Linked DNA regions of Sus scrofa: region 2 is linked to region 1. Evidence: chromatin contacts called from public Hi-C data. All regions are on one chromosome and are shown on one strand. Each heading gives the region's core, a stretch centred on a gene start, on an enhancer-like site or on the middle of the called end of the contact. The rest is flanking DNA. Distances are from core to core; before and after follow the strand shown.

What was found. Hi-C and Micro-C count contacts between places; a contact is called where the count stands out from the background.
Region 2: a Hi-C map of fetal liver shows a contact between it and region 1, with 1.9 times the contacts expected there. The contact joins the promoter of SALL4 here to the enhancer-like site in region 1. A contact is called at or near these places in 4 of 47 Hi-C or Micro-C datasets (embryonic fibroblasts, fetal liver, heart right ventricle and 1 more) and 1 of 2 datasets of contacts at active chromatin or transcription factors (skeletal muscle).

Annotation. Positions count from the first base shown.
Region 1 is chr17:53,022,195-53,028,625 of Sscrofa11.1, reverse strand. It overlaps ATP9A (ATPase phospholipid transporting 9A (putative)), which reads left to right. Exons shown (of 28, transcript NM_001114672.1): 5 at 6,333-6,391. Among named protein-coding and RNA genes, the nearest start is that of ATP9A, 47 kb to the left of the region's middle. Within about 2 kb of position 3,900, at least 7 of the 83 cell types and tissues checked have an H3K27ac peak or open chromatin away from gene starts, as enhancers often do. A contact at or near this core is called in fetal liver, where this site is marked.
Region 2 is chr17:53,100,734-53,107,139 of Sscrofa11.1, reverse strand. SALL4 (spalt like transcription factor 4) reads left to right here and starts at 4,117. Exons shown (of 4, transcript NM_001114673.1): 1 at 4,117-4,246. The coding sequence starts at 4,117.

The DNA of each region.
Region 1 (6,431 bases), core at 2,651-5,150:
TCTCTTGTAAAGTTTAATTCAAGATCCAGTTTGCCCCATTATTTAATGTGACTCAGTTTTGAGGCCTAAGGACACACCTGTGTTTCTTTGAGGGCGTCGTAAGCCATTGGCGCTCATCAGAAGAGGGTAGATAGGGCAGGGAACGGGTTCATTAATGGGGAGTTGTGGGGCCCATAGCGAGCTAAACCGAAACTCTGTTTTCTTAAACACAAGGACCATTGATGTTTTCAAAGTGGGAGCTCTGGTCAGACATGGGATAACACTAAACATTGTTTTATCCTTGTTTCTTAGAGAAGAGAATTCCAGGGACAGCCTTTTGGATAAGTACTGCAAAGGTCTTTACTGACAATTTCAAATGCAGCTCAGGAAGCAAAGAATTCTTCCCTTCCCATGTTTCATTAAGATTCAGAGCCTCAGCGCTGACAAGTCTTACTTAAAACAGATCTTGTCACACACTCTTCTCCCACGTTGTCTGACAGATGCACAGTTGTTATTTCAGACCCTTGTAAGGGTTCCTTTTAATAAGATTGCTTTTCTTCTTCCAAACTACTCAGTTTCACTTTATTACAAATCACTACTGTTAAATTTAAAAACAACAACAACAACCAAAAAAACACCCTGGAAAAAAAAAAAATCTCACTTGCAAATTGCACTGTTATCTTTCCCCAAAGGTATTTCCCCCCTGGTGGGTGCTGTTGCTCTATTTCATCCTTACTGGGCTCCAGAAGCAGGGGGCACCATTTATATATTTATTTTAAAAGCCTCTGTTGGGTATAAACTTGTTAAATTTAAACTTCAGCCTTTTTTTTTTTTTTTTTTAAGTTCCCGCTATTTTAAACAAAAGCCCCAGGAAGTGGCCCGTGGAATTTATAATAATGCTCTTCTACCCTTTGGCTGTTTTCAAATAACAGTCTTTTCTTGGGCTTTGGGGAATGCCTGCGACCCGATTGGGCTACGAAAATTTCAACTTTAAAACCCGTTCACTCTGCTGAGCCTGCAGAGGCGTTTTTGTGTCAAGCTCAGGAAATGTACACATGCTGTAGAATTTACAGCTCATCACTGTCACAGCCAGATTAGAGTGCAAGTTAAAGGGTTATACATTAACCAGGGTTAGTGCATGGGGATCGCTGTCAGAGATCTACAAAGGCCATCAGTGTCCTGCAGGCACAATGGAAAATAGAAGTATAGCTCGAGGTGTTTGGGGGTCAAAAAATCAGCCCACGAGGACTAGTGTCCCGGAATTTATGTAATTTTTTTTTTTTTTTTTTTTTAATGGGGGCCGTTCTGCAGTTTGACTGAATTGTCATTTGCTTGTTTCGACTCAAGGGAAACATCTGGTTTCTCTCTGCAACGTAGACAAACTGCCCTTATTCTGAAGCTCTCATCCATGAAAAGCATGGTTTGAGCTCAATAGGTTTGCTTACGAAAGGCTTGGAGGTCCATCTCTGCAGAAATAAACAGCTCCAGTAATTGGAAGTTTGTTCCCTGGTATCAGCTCCGGCTCCGAGGTGACTTGGGTGATGTGGCGAAAGCTGAATGGGATGCCTTGATTTTCTAGAAAGGATTTCATGATTTGAGATGTGGCCGGCAGAGAAATCTGCCGCTTAACCTTTGAAAAATCTCTTACCCTGTTTCTGTGGGGTTTCTACAAAGATCTGCAAGAGTCCCAGAGCCTGGAAGTGGGAGTCTGGGGGAGACGGGATCCGAAAGAGAAACGTTTTGGCCTGGGGGGCGCCGTGGAAGACTTGCGGGGTTTCCGTTGTCAGACCACGGCCGGATTTTCCCGTGCGCATCAGGATGAAGATGTGACTGCGTGTGTTCACTGCTGTTCGGGACCAGCTGCGTGCTTTGTGGGGCTCAGTGCAGAAGGAAAATATGGGCTCCCTTGTGCAAAAGTGGGGAGGAATTTTAGAGGAAGACAGGAGTCACTCATCCACGCGGGGGCGCATCTGGGTGAATACGCGGGTCACAGGCCCGAGAGGCGTGCTGCTTCTGGCAGTTTTAGGAGTTAACTAGGGTAGATGACAAAAAGTAAGTAAAAGAATAAATAAATAGGAGTGCTTGGGAATCTCTAGGGTAAATGACAAAACAAAACAGAAACAATAGGAGTGCTTGAGAAGTTTGTCCTTGTGGGGCTGGGAGCGAATGTCCTTCCAACCACCAGGTAATGGACTGTAGGGAGAGTGCCTCTTTCGAGGTAGGTGATAATTGCTATCAATATGCTATTTTTCTTTTCTTTTTTTTTGTCTTTTTGCCGTTTCTTGAGCTGCTCCCGCGGCATATGGAGGTTCCCAGGCTAGGGGTCAAATCGGAGCTGTAGCCACCGACCTACACCACAGCCACAGCAACACCAGATCCTTAACCCACTGAGCGAGGCCAGGGATTGAACCTGCAACCTCATGGTTTCTATTCAGATTCACTAACCACTGAGCCACGACGGGAAAAGCTCTTTTTCATTTCTCGTATTCCTTTACTGGGACGCTGGGAAGCTCTGCCAGAGTGCGAGAGTTTCTTGTTCTTCCTTTTTGTGCAAGGACGTCGGTAGAAGACTCAGAACGGTGGTTCGCATGAGACTAGAAATCGTGGGGGGGGGCCTCCTCCACAGTCTCAAGAGTTGTCTTGTTCCAGGAGTTCATCCCAGCGGCTGCCGGTCGGGCCCTTCAGTGCCCACTGCAGTCCGCTTTCTCTGCCTCCTCTTCCTCCTGCCCCGGCTGTGCCTTCCCACCAACCTGCCGCTTCCTCGGAGACGGGCGTTTTGTCAGATGAACGCTAGACGCCGGTAGCGGTGTCTGCATCCCTTGTCTTTCCTTCCTGCCGCTCTGCCTCCTTTCATGCTTCTGGGCTTTTCTGTCTTTTCTCAGAAAGGACACACAGGCACACCGATACCCACTAAACGCGTGTCCTACATACAGGCCCAAACGTCACATTTTTGATCACCCAGAAATGTCACCGTGGTCCTGGAAGTCCAAATTTACGAAGGTCGGGACCCACTCGTGTGTTTGCTCAGTAGTCTGAGGGTCTCCCGTTGTGGTTGTGGAGGCTGCGGAGCTGAGGCTTATGCCCGCCGAGCACCAAGCTGCTAAAGAGGGAGCCGTGGCTGAGAAACGCCCGTGACCTTGTGGCGGCGTGGCTCCTGAGATGGAGCCGGCATCCGGGTGCCCGACGGCCCGTTACAGTAGGAGCGTTTGTGGGAGGGATCGGCCTGCTGGGGTGAGTCAGACACTGCTCTGCAAATACGGCAGATGAAAGGTTTTTTTGGTTGAGGTAGAGCAGATGGACAGAGAGGCAGAGTTCAGATGAACCGAGATCATAAATCAGGACTCCGTCGTAGAAGGGAAAATCTGGGCCCAGCCACTTAAAAGTTAGAGCAACGTTAATTTATTGTATAGGTTTTTCTTATTGGAAGAGCAGCTCATGCTTATTTTAGAAAAATCCTTGAAGAATTCAGAAAGGAGGTATGCCAAAGAAAAGGATTGATCTCCTTTCTTCTCAGAAACAATCCCCATTAACCCTTTCAGTCTAAGCCCCCTGGTTTTGGCCTCTGTCTCCCTAACACACACGTATCCATAGCGGTTATTATTTCATAAGCAGTATAACAGTGTCCTTCTTAGGGCTCAATATTAAGAGAAATCCCGTAAGTAGCTCTGAAAGATCAGAACACAGGCTCACTGATGATTTGGGTCAGGCCACCAGCATAAATTTCGGTCATAAACCCCAAGACAACGTGTAAATTTATGTTTGGGAAAGTTGAGGGGAGCCCAGGGGAAGGGAAAGTTCGCCGGCGCAGGGGGCCACGCTGAATTTACGAGCTTCCTTCGAGGAAGGCCCTGATGGCTCCCCCGAAAGCACCGTGTGTCTGTGTGTGTTTGTCCTGCTGCCCCCTAGTGGGACAAGAGGAATTGTTCTGGCAGGAACATAGTTCTGTGCATCTGGCTCACTGTTCCTTTCGCCATTTCTGAGGAGCCGCCTCCTAGGGTTGGCGTTTGTTCTGCATTCCTTCTGTAAAGGCTTTGACGTTGTGGACGGTTGAGGCTGATGGGTCTCTCGTGAGGGTGCCCAGGCTCAGGCCATTGGGTCTGAGTTGTGCTTTAGGAAGGCGAGACTCTATCACAAGCTGACCTCGTACTGGGAGCTGCTCTAACGGGGAGGATTTAAACATCTTGCGAGCAGTGGAGGGTCATCCAGCTCATGCCATCGGCCGTGGGCTTTCTGGAAGTCAGTGGAATGCTTTGCCACAGCCCAACAGTGGGGAATTGCTAAAATGACCCACGGCATTAAATTAGGTGAAAAGTGTCCAATAGTGTGGAAAATCCTAAAAATCCAGAGTTGCACACTGCGATTATTTCATTAGCGTCTTTAAGTTCCATTTAACCCTAAAGAAACTCCCGCCAGTTCCCAGGTGGTGGATGCTGGGTATGGGTTGAATGAAGGAGTCCACGGTGAGGGACAGGAGATTCCTGACTCCCGGTCACCCTTGCTCTGGGACATCTGTTTTATCGAGGAGGACTGAGGGTCGTTACTGTGTTTCCTCTCTCTGCTGAATGTTTATAAGTTAAATGGGCTTATTATGAGACGCCCATAACATGAAGAGTTTTAATGCTGTTGCTCCCTTGTATGGGAATTTGACTCATCGACAGGATCAAGACGCACCTCCTTGATAGGCTTGTTCCCCGGATGCGGGACCACCTGGCCCCACCAGCCCCTCATCTCTTCCTCTTCCACGCGGTGCTTCCGGTCTGCAGGTGCACACACGTGTACTCATCCGTTTCTCCCATCTTGTGCCTTCCTTTTACCTGATGCTGGTAACCAGTATCCGCCATCTGGTTAAAGCTGACCCGGACTCTCCTGTAAAGCACTTGCTGACACCCCCCCACCCCTGGCCTGTTCATTCGTTATTGTCTATTGCTGCCTTCCCTCCGCTCCAGCTGCGTCCCACGTGTCCCCACCCTTAGAAGGCCTGGCCTCCAGCAGGTGTGCCAGTTAACGGTGCTTGAGTGGTGAGTGCAGAGCCTTCTCTGTGCCGGGCCCTGCTCCCTGTCCGCCTTCAGAGGGCGAGGTCTCCTTCCTCTGCTCCCTTCATGCACTGGACTCACTCCATCGCTTCATATGCTATTTTGCACTAACAGCATCTGTCTGGCTGTCTTTTTTACCAGCTCTTGGGTTTGGAGACTGTAGCCAGTGGGCCAAGTCAGTTCACCACCTTTCTTTTTGTTTGATACAGTCCAGGAACCAAGAACAGCTCTTACGTTTTAACATATAAATGTACAGGAGTTCTCATTGTGGCTCAGTGGAAACAAATCTGACTAGCATCCATGGGGCTACAGGTTCGATCCCTGGCCTCACTCAGTGGATTAAGGATCGGGCGTTGCCGTGAGCTGTGGTGTAGGTCACAGATGTGGCTCGGATACCGCGTTGCTGTGGTTGTGGTGTAGGCTGGCAGCTGTAGCTCCGATTCGACCCCTAGCCTGGGAACTTCCATGCTGCAGGTGCGGCCCTAAAAAAGACAAAAGACAGGAAAATAAAAAATAAGACAAAAGTAAGATACACACACACACACACGAAGACTGTTGGCTTTGGGGAGGAAGTTGCTGGGAATGCCGAGGCCGCCTGTTGGCCTGCAGAGCCACACCGCCTCCTGTCCTGCTCTTCCCCGGACAGGCCTGCCGATTCCTCTCCGAGACCGTGAGCTTTTTCACGGGGGGGAGGACTGTCTTTGATCTTTGAATTCCTAGGACCTGACGCTCAGTAAATGTTTTTCGAGTCGATCGGATCTCCTTGTTCTTTCTTCCATCTTCTGGAGTCGCTGGGCGTGGACTCTTGGGGCTGGCCTCTTCTAACTGTGGGCTCCCGGAAGGTGGGGCGTCTCTGAGCCCCCTGTCCTTGTCAGAAAACTAGAGATGGGATCTTCTGGGGCCGTAGAGGGGCGCGAGTGAAGCCACCAGCGTGTCCGTATCTATACAGCACTTAGCACAGAATTAGTGTTTAATGTCAGCTCCTATTATCCAGATAAACAGCCGGCAAGAGTCGTGTGGTCTGATCATAGTCATATAGAGCAGGCTCCCTAGCAGCTGCAAATTTAACAAAAATCCGTCATTTGGGGGTAGCCTCTTTCTTGGTGGAGGTATCGAGAGTTCAGTGTTGACCGTATTCCCTCTTCTCTCGTGTGTGTGTGTGTGTGTGTGTGTGTGTGTGTGTGTGTGTGTGTGTGTGTAGCCGGGGTGGGCGTGGGGGTGGGGACACACTTCTGGGTCTGTAGGCTGGTGGACACTGTGGAGTTGGTCAGAATTGAAATGAAGTCGGACGTCACGTCTCTTGGGCCCGTTTCTTTGCAGGGACAGTGAAGGTGAAGAGCTGCAGCATCCAGGTTGGAGATCTTATCATCGTGGAAAAGGTGAGTGGGTGTGGCAGCTTGTGACTCTGCGGTGGGGGGC
Region 2 (6,406 bases), core at 2,868-5,367, 78 kb before region 1:
TTCATTTTTTCAGGATTACTTATTGTGACTTTTGAGTTCTAATTACCCACGGCCAAGGGCTAGGGACATTGTGGTGAAGGTGTCAGTCCTTGTGGAGCCTGCGGTGTGAAAAACAAGCGATAAATGCATATACAATTCAATCTATAATGCTATAACTACGCTATAAAAGGAAAGAACTGGCTTCTAGAAGACAGACACTAATAGGTGAGATTGCTCTAATTGGGGTGAGAAAAAGCCGGTTTTAGGGAGAAAACTTTGAGACTGGAGGCTTAGTAGAAATCAGCAAGTGAAGAGAGGCAAAGAGTAGAAGGGAAGAAAATTCCTTGCAGAAGAGAGCAGAGGTGGGATTTGGGGGGCGGTGTTGGAAGGTCTGAGCACCCTGGAGACCTGTACCCTTAAGCCAGAAAGGTTCCGAGTTCATACAGTCAGCCTACGACCGACCATGAGCACCCACAGGCGCTGAATGGAAGCTTCGAGTTTGTTTCCCAGTCCATGAAATGGGAATCAAAAAGGATTTTAACGAGGATAAACTGGGATTTTGTATCCCAAAGGCCCTTAGACACAGTAAAGCCTCAGTGTTTATAGATTTAGGGGAAGATGTAACCAAGTCAGTTTCCGGCAATTTCTGCCTGGGACAAACAGTGAGAAGAACCGGATTATTCATAAACCCAGTCTCCTAACAAAGGCATTCAAGGAGTTCCCGTCTCGGGCATCGGAAACAATCCAACTAGGAACCATGGGGTTGCAAGTTCGATCCCTGGCCTTGCTCAGTGGGTTAAGGATCCGGCATTGCCACGAGCTGTGGTGTGGTCACAGACAAGGCTCGGATCTGGCATTGCTGTGGCTGTGGTGTAGGCCGGCAGCAACCCAGCTCCGATTCGACCCTGAGCCTGGGAACCTCCATATGCCGCGAGTGTGGCCTAAAAAGCAAAATAAATAAATATATAAATAAATAAAAATTAAAAATCATTGCAATTCTCCCTAAAAATAAAAAAATTAAAAAAATTTTAGAAAAGGCATTCAAAAGTTTAATACTATCCTTTACAATAATCTTTTTTTTTTTTTCTAATGCTGATCCCACCCAGGCGTTTTAGTTGTTTATGGAATATGAATAATTCAAAACTTACCTTGGATTAGGGACTGGCCTTGTGCCCCTCGGGCTTCATTCACCCCTCCCCTTTGTTGTAGCATCTGACCTCACCTCTGGTGTACCAGCTCCTGGCTACAGCTCATAAGTGGGAGGTAGATTCAAAGAGTCAAAACATTTACTGTGTCTTTCTTTTCTTTCTTTTTTTTTTTTTTTTTTTGTTTTTTTTTTGGTCTTTTTGCCATTTCTTGGGCTGCTCTTGCAGCATATGGAGGTTCCCTGGCTAGGGGTCTAATTGGACCTGTAGCCATTGGCCTATGCCAGAGCCACAGCAACATGGGATCTGAGCCACGTCTGCAACCTACACCACGGTTCACGGCAACGCTGGATCCTTAACCCACTGAGCAAGGCCAGGGATCGAACCCGCAACCTCATGGTTCCTAGTCGGATTTGTTAACCACGGTGCCATGACGGGAACTCCTGTGTCTTTCTTTTCTTGATATAATATTCGTGGCAAGGTTTTCTTTGAGGAACACTTGACTTTGACTTTATCTGTAGGAGTTATTTCCGCGGACCCCAGATTTTTCAAGACAGGCTTAACATAAGTTTTCTCTTGCCCCAATCTTCGCCTGTTCAGCTGTCTTGCCTAGATTCATCCAGAGCCGGATGACAGGCATTCGGATGTGATAGAAGAATTTTGGAGTCAGACTTAGGGGTTGAACTCATCCGCATCCTCATTAGGTCCCTTCATGTCCTGAAACCTCAGTTTCTTCTTTTTCAAAATGGACAAAACAGTACTGATCTCTCTTGGTAGATGAAGCAAGAAACTGTGCATTTCATGCCATCTGTGGCTCCTACCAGGGGCTCAATCAATTATTATTATTATCACTTGGAGGCTAAAGAGGCACAGTTTTACTACCTGGTTATGAGTAGAAATGGCTACCATGTTTTCACTATTACCAACTAAAATAAATACATTTAAACAACTATATTTTACCTCAAGTTTTCCTTACACCACTAACATTTCTTGAGCAGTAAACCTGCTGCACATGCATTCAGATGGATAAATTACATCTCCTGCCACACTTCCTTTCATGGGAAAGGTGTTGGGAATATAAGCAGATTAGTGAGCAAGGCAGGCATTAATTGGCTTTTTTACTCAGTATGAGAATTCAAAACGGCTTCCATGTATTATTCAGCCAAATTCTTACCTTTCCAACTTGGCTGTTGACTGTAATTCTATCTTTTTTTGGCTTAAGGAACTTAACATAAAACAACACCCAGCTTTTTCAGAGACTCAAAAATTGGAGGTTACCCTCCCTTTCTTCACTAAGTTTTTATTCATGACCATGAATATCAAAAAGATGGTCGAGCTGATTCACTTTCTGCCTTGGGTTGTCCAAACACCCAGGTGAATGTATTTATGAGCTTAGCATTCTGTTTTGCTTGCATTCCCAATGAGCTTACAAAAAATTTTTACACACTGGGAACCTGATGAATAACTAATCAAGAAAATGCAATGTATAAATGTGGAGAAGAGTTTATACTTGCACAGTTCCTTACAATTTATTGTAATGCTAAAGAGAGACGCATGCCCAGAGGCACCAGGGAAACACCAATCAAAGACTTGGATGAAGTTTTCACCATTTATTCTACATTTATTGAGTATTTACATCATGCAAGGCAGTTAATAGAATAAAATACACAGAGATTTACTGTAGAGATGTATATAATATATACATATACACAGTACATATGTGTATATACATAATACATATTATATGTGTACATAATATATATAATGTTACACACACACAATTTTAGAAAATTGCAGGCGTCCGGTGTCAGGGTGATGTAATCACCTTGAACTATACATCTTTTCTATATTAAAGTCCATATTGCAAAAAAATTCCAATGACGATTATTTTAGCAACACCCAGTTACTCCAGCAGTGCCCACTGCTGATTCCATGGGAGATTTAAGAGAATCATCTCTCGGTAATAAAATGATGTTATCAGACATTTATGGCTTGGGGGGGAAAATGCAACCGTTTGTTGTTTCGATATTATCTCTGACTAGACTCGCTTTTAATCTGCCTTTTCTATATTTAGTATCCAGTCATTTTAAAATTAAAAAACCAAAAACTAAAAACCAAGGTCTGCACCGTGACAATAAACCAAATCTCGTTAGTACAAATCCTGGAGTTTATCATTTAGCATTTAAAGGAAATATACCGTGGTGAAGGGATAATCTGAAATTTGGAAATTTGGAAGGCCACTTTAAGAGCTGAGATGAGGTGGGAAGGTTGAATATATCAGCATTCACCATTCTTCAAACTCAATTTAAACCTTTCAATGAAAAAGGAGATGGGAGGGGACATGGGTCAAATCCCAGGTTTTTTCTTCGTTTTTTTTTTGTGTGTGTGTGGGGGGGGGTTGGTTTTGTTGTTTTGTTTTTCAGGTTTTTTTTTTGTTTTTTTTTTAATGTAAAATTTGAGCCAAAATATCCCACTGAAAAGACTTTCCTTCCCGGCTTCCGCGGATATCAACCTTACAAAAGTAATTTTTGGAGCACGCTACCAATTATACTCTTCTAAAACTTTTACGGAAGCTTCTAGTTTTTAGTAAGTACACAATTATTTTTCTTTTTCTCTCCAAGGACTCAAATAGCTGAAGCGAGGATGGGTCCCCCCTCTGATTTCGTCCACGATCCAGCCAATCTGAGCCCGGATGCTAATTAGTTGCGCTCCCCCGATGAACACGCCTTTGTCGCTTGCAGGGCCGGACTACAAAGCCCAGAATGCCTCGCCCCTCCCTGATCAATGAGGGCTTATTTAAATGATCTCTGAGGTCTTGGACCCAGGCCAATCAGCTGTCAGGGCTCATGATAAATCGCAATGCATTATTGATAATAATAATTACTGGGACATGCGCGTTCTGGCCGAAGGGGGGTAAATTTCCCAACTCCAGGAATTTGTGGTGGAGTGGGCAAATAACCGCGGCTCTCCAAGGCTCCCCGATGCTCGCACCATGTCGAGGCGCAAGCAGGCGAAACCCCAACACATCAACTCGGAGGAGGACCAGGGCGAGCAGCAGCCGCAGCAGCCCGCCGCGGAGTTTGCAGATGCGGCCCCATCGGCTCCGGTGGCCGGGGAGCCGGGTGAGTGGGGCTGGGGGCGCACGCCGGCGCGGGCAGTTTCCCCGACGCTCGCGGGACCCTCGAAGGCGCGGGCTTTGGGGGAGCCAGAGGCTCCTAGCGCAGATTCTGGAGCCAAGATCTGAGGACTCAGTTCCAGGGAGGAGCGGCAGCACCATTCCCCACCCCCGCCCTTGTTAATTTTACGCTTTTATCGCTTCTCCCCTCTTGTGTAAGTTTCACCCCCAGGTCTCTCTATTCTTATTGTAAAACTGACCCCCAGCCTCTCCTCCGTCCCTCTCATTCCTGGAAGGTTCGCTTCTCCTTGTCCTCTGCCCCTCTCTTAATTGGTTCCACTCCCCTCACTGGTAACCTCCCCCCCCCACTTGTAACCGAGGCTCCCCTCCTCCCTCCCTGGCGCCGCTTTTAAAAGAAAGACCCCGGGGGTCCCCACTCTTTCCTTCACCCATTGGGGGCTTTTCCAGGAAGCTGGGGAAGGGGCGCACCCTTGGAAGACTCCTGGGGGAGGGCGATCTGTTGCACGCGCCCCTCCCGGGACAAGAGGGGGGAGGGGGCGCGACCTCTCCCCACCCGCTGGAGCTGGGGTGCGGGCCACCCGCGCTGCGGAGGGCATTGGAGGGCCCGAGGAGGTAGAGGAGAAGGGCACAGTATTTCCCTTTAAAAAAAAATTTTTTTTTTTTTTTGGTTTTCCTCTTTTCTCCCGGGGCTACGTCGCCTGCCGATCTTCGCCCTAACCTTTCGGGGCCTGACCTCCAGCCATCTTTGATTTCCGACTTCCTAAAAATAACCGCGGCCCGCGGGAGGGGTGCGGGCCCCAGGGGCGGGGGTCGCGGGCGCACGGGCAGCCCCGCTGGGGTGCACGGGTCTGGCGTTTTGCGTTGCTTTTCTAGGGCGCCCGGCTTTCCAAAAGCGCGCGGCGGGGCCAGAGGGGAGAGGTCGGGCCAGGGCTGGGCGGTCGCGGCCAGGGCGAGCTCCCGGGGCTGACCCGGCCCACGCTTCCGAGCCGCGCGCCCCGGGGTCGGGAGGAGTTCGGGACCCCTAGACTGGTCGGGAGCAGCCGAGCAAACTCCTCTCTTCCTAGTCATTTCACCCAAGGGGCTTTAGGAGCGAGTCGATTTCCCACTATCTCCCCTCCGTCCCGGCCCGCCAAATTGTCGCCTGATAAGTTTTTAGCGTACGCGTGGGGGGAGGGGGCGTTTTAACCTCCTCTTGGGCCTTGTTGATGACTTCCCTCGCCGCCTGCTTTCTAATTTCCCAACCGGTGATGAGGTGTGCGCGGCAACCCCAGGCAATCCGAGCCACAACTCCTTTGGGGAGACGGTCGCTACTTTTTTGCTACCGTACCCTTTATTTCGCGGAGGGAATGTAGCAAGTTTCCTTAATTTTAAATAAGATAATGTATCATCCTTATTTCCTTCCAAATAACATTTTCTTCACGGCAAATTAAAGAGATCGGCCTGACCGAGGGGGCGGCTGTGCGTTTTGGGGCGTCCGATGGTCAGGGCAGCGCGCACCCGAGGTCGGAGGAGTGGACTCTCTTTGTGCCTTGGGAGGGGGTGGGGGGAGAATGGAGAGGCTTCGCTGCCTGGCCCACCTGGAACAAAAGGGTTAACCCTCCGCCCGCCTGCTTCCTCCCGAGAGGAGGGGCGAGCTCCTGGCTCTGACCCCTCCCCTGGTCCTGCTCTGACCTCCCCTTCCCCCTACCCCCTACATTTTGGGTGAGCGCACTTAAGTGGGGCTTTTGGTTGTGGTTGGCACTTAAGGGGAGCTTGTTACGGGGGTTGCTTCTTAAGTTAACGCAGGCTGGAGTTTGCAGTTAGCCGGAGCTGGTTGGGATCTCGGCGGGGCAGTGCGCTCCCTCCGCGATTTGGGAGGGGGAGTTGCTATTGATCGTTTGGCTTGGAGTGGATGGCTGAGTTGCGCGCGGGCGCCCCCTGGAGACCCAGCCTGGAACCTCGCCCTTGCTGAGAGGCGGGTCCCCATGCAGGTACCGGCTCACACCTGATGGATGAGAATGGGACGGGCTGGGGCAGGGGGTCGGAGAGCCCTGGCTAGGGATGGGAGCGCCTGGGGACTTTAATCTGTTGCTTGAGCTATCCCTGGCTCTGCCAGGTATTCTTTGCTATATCTTTGGAGTTCTTGGAAAGAATTCTTCCGGTCCTA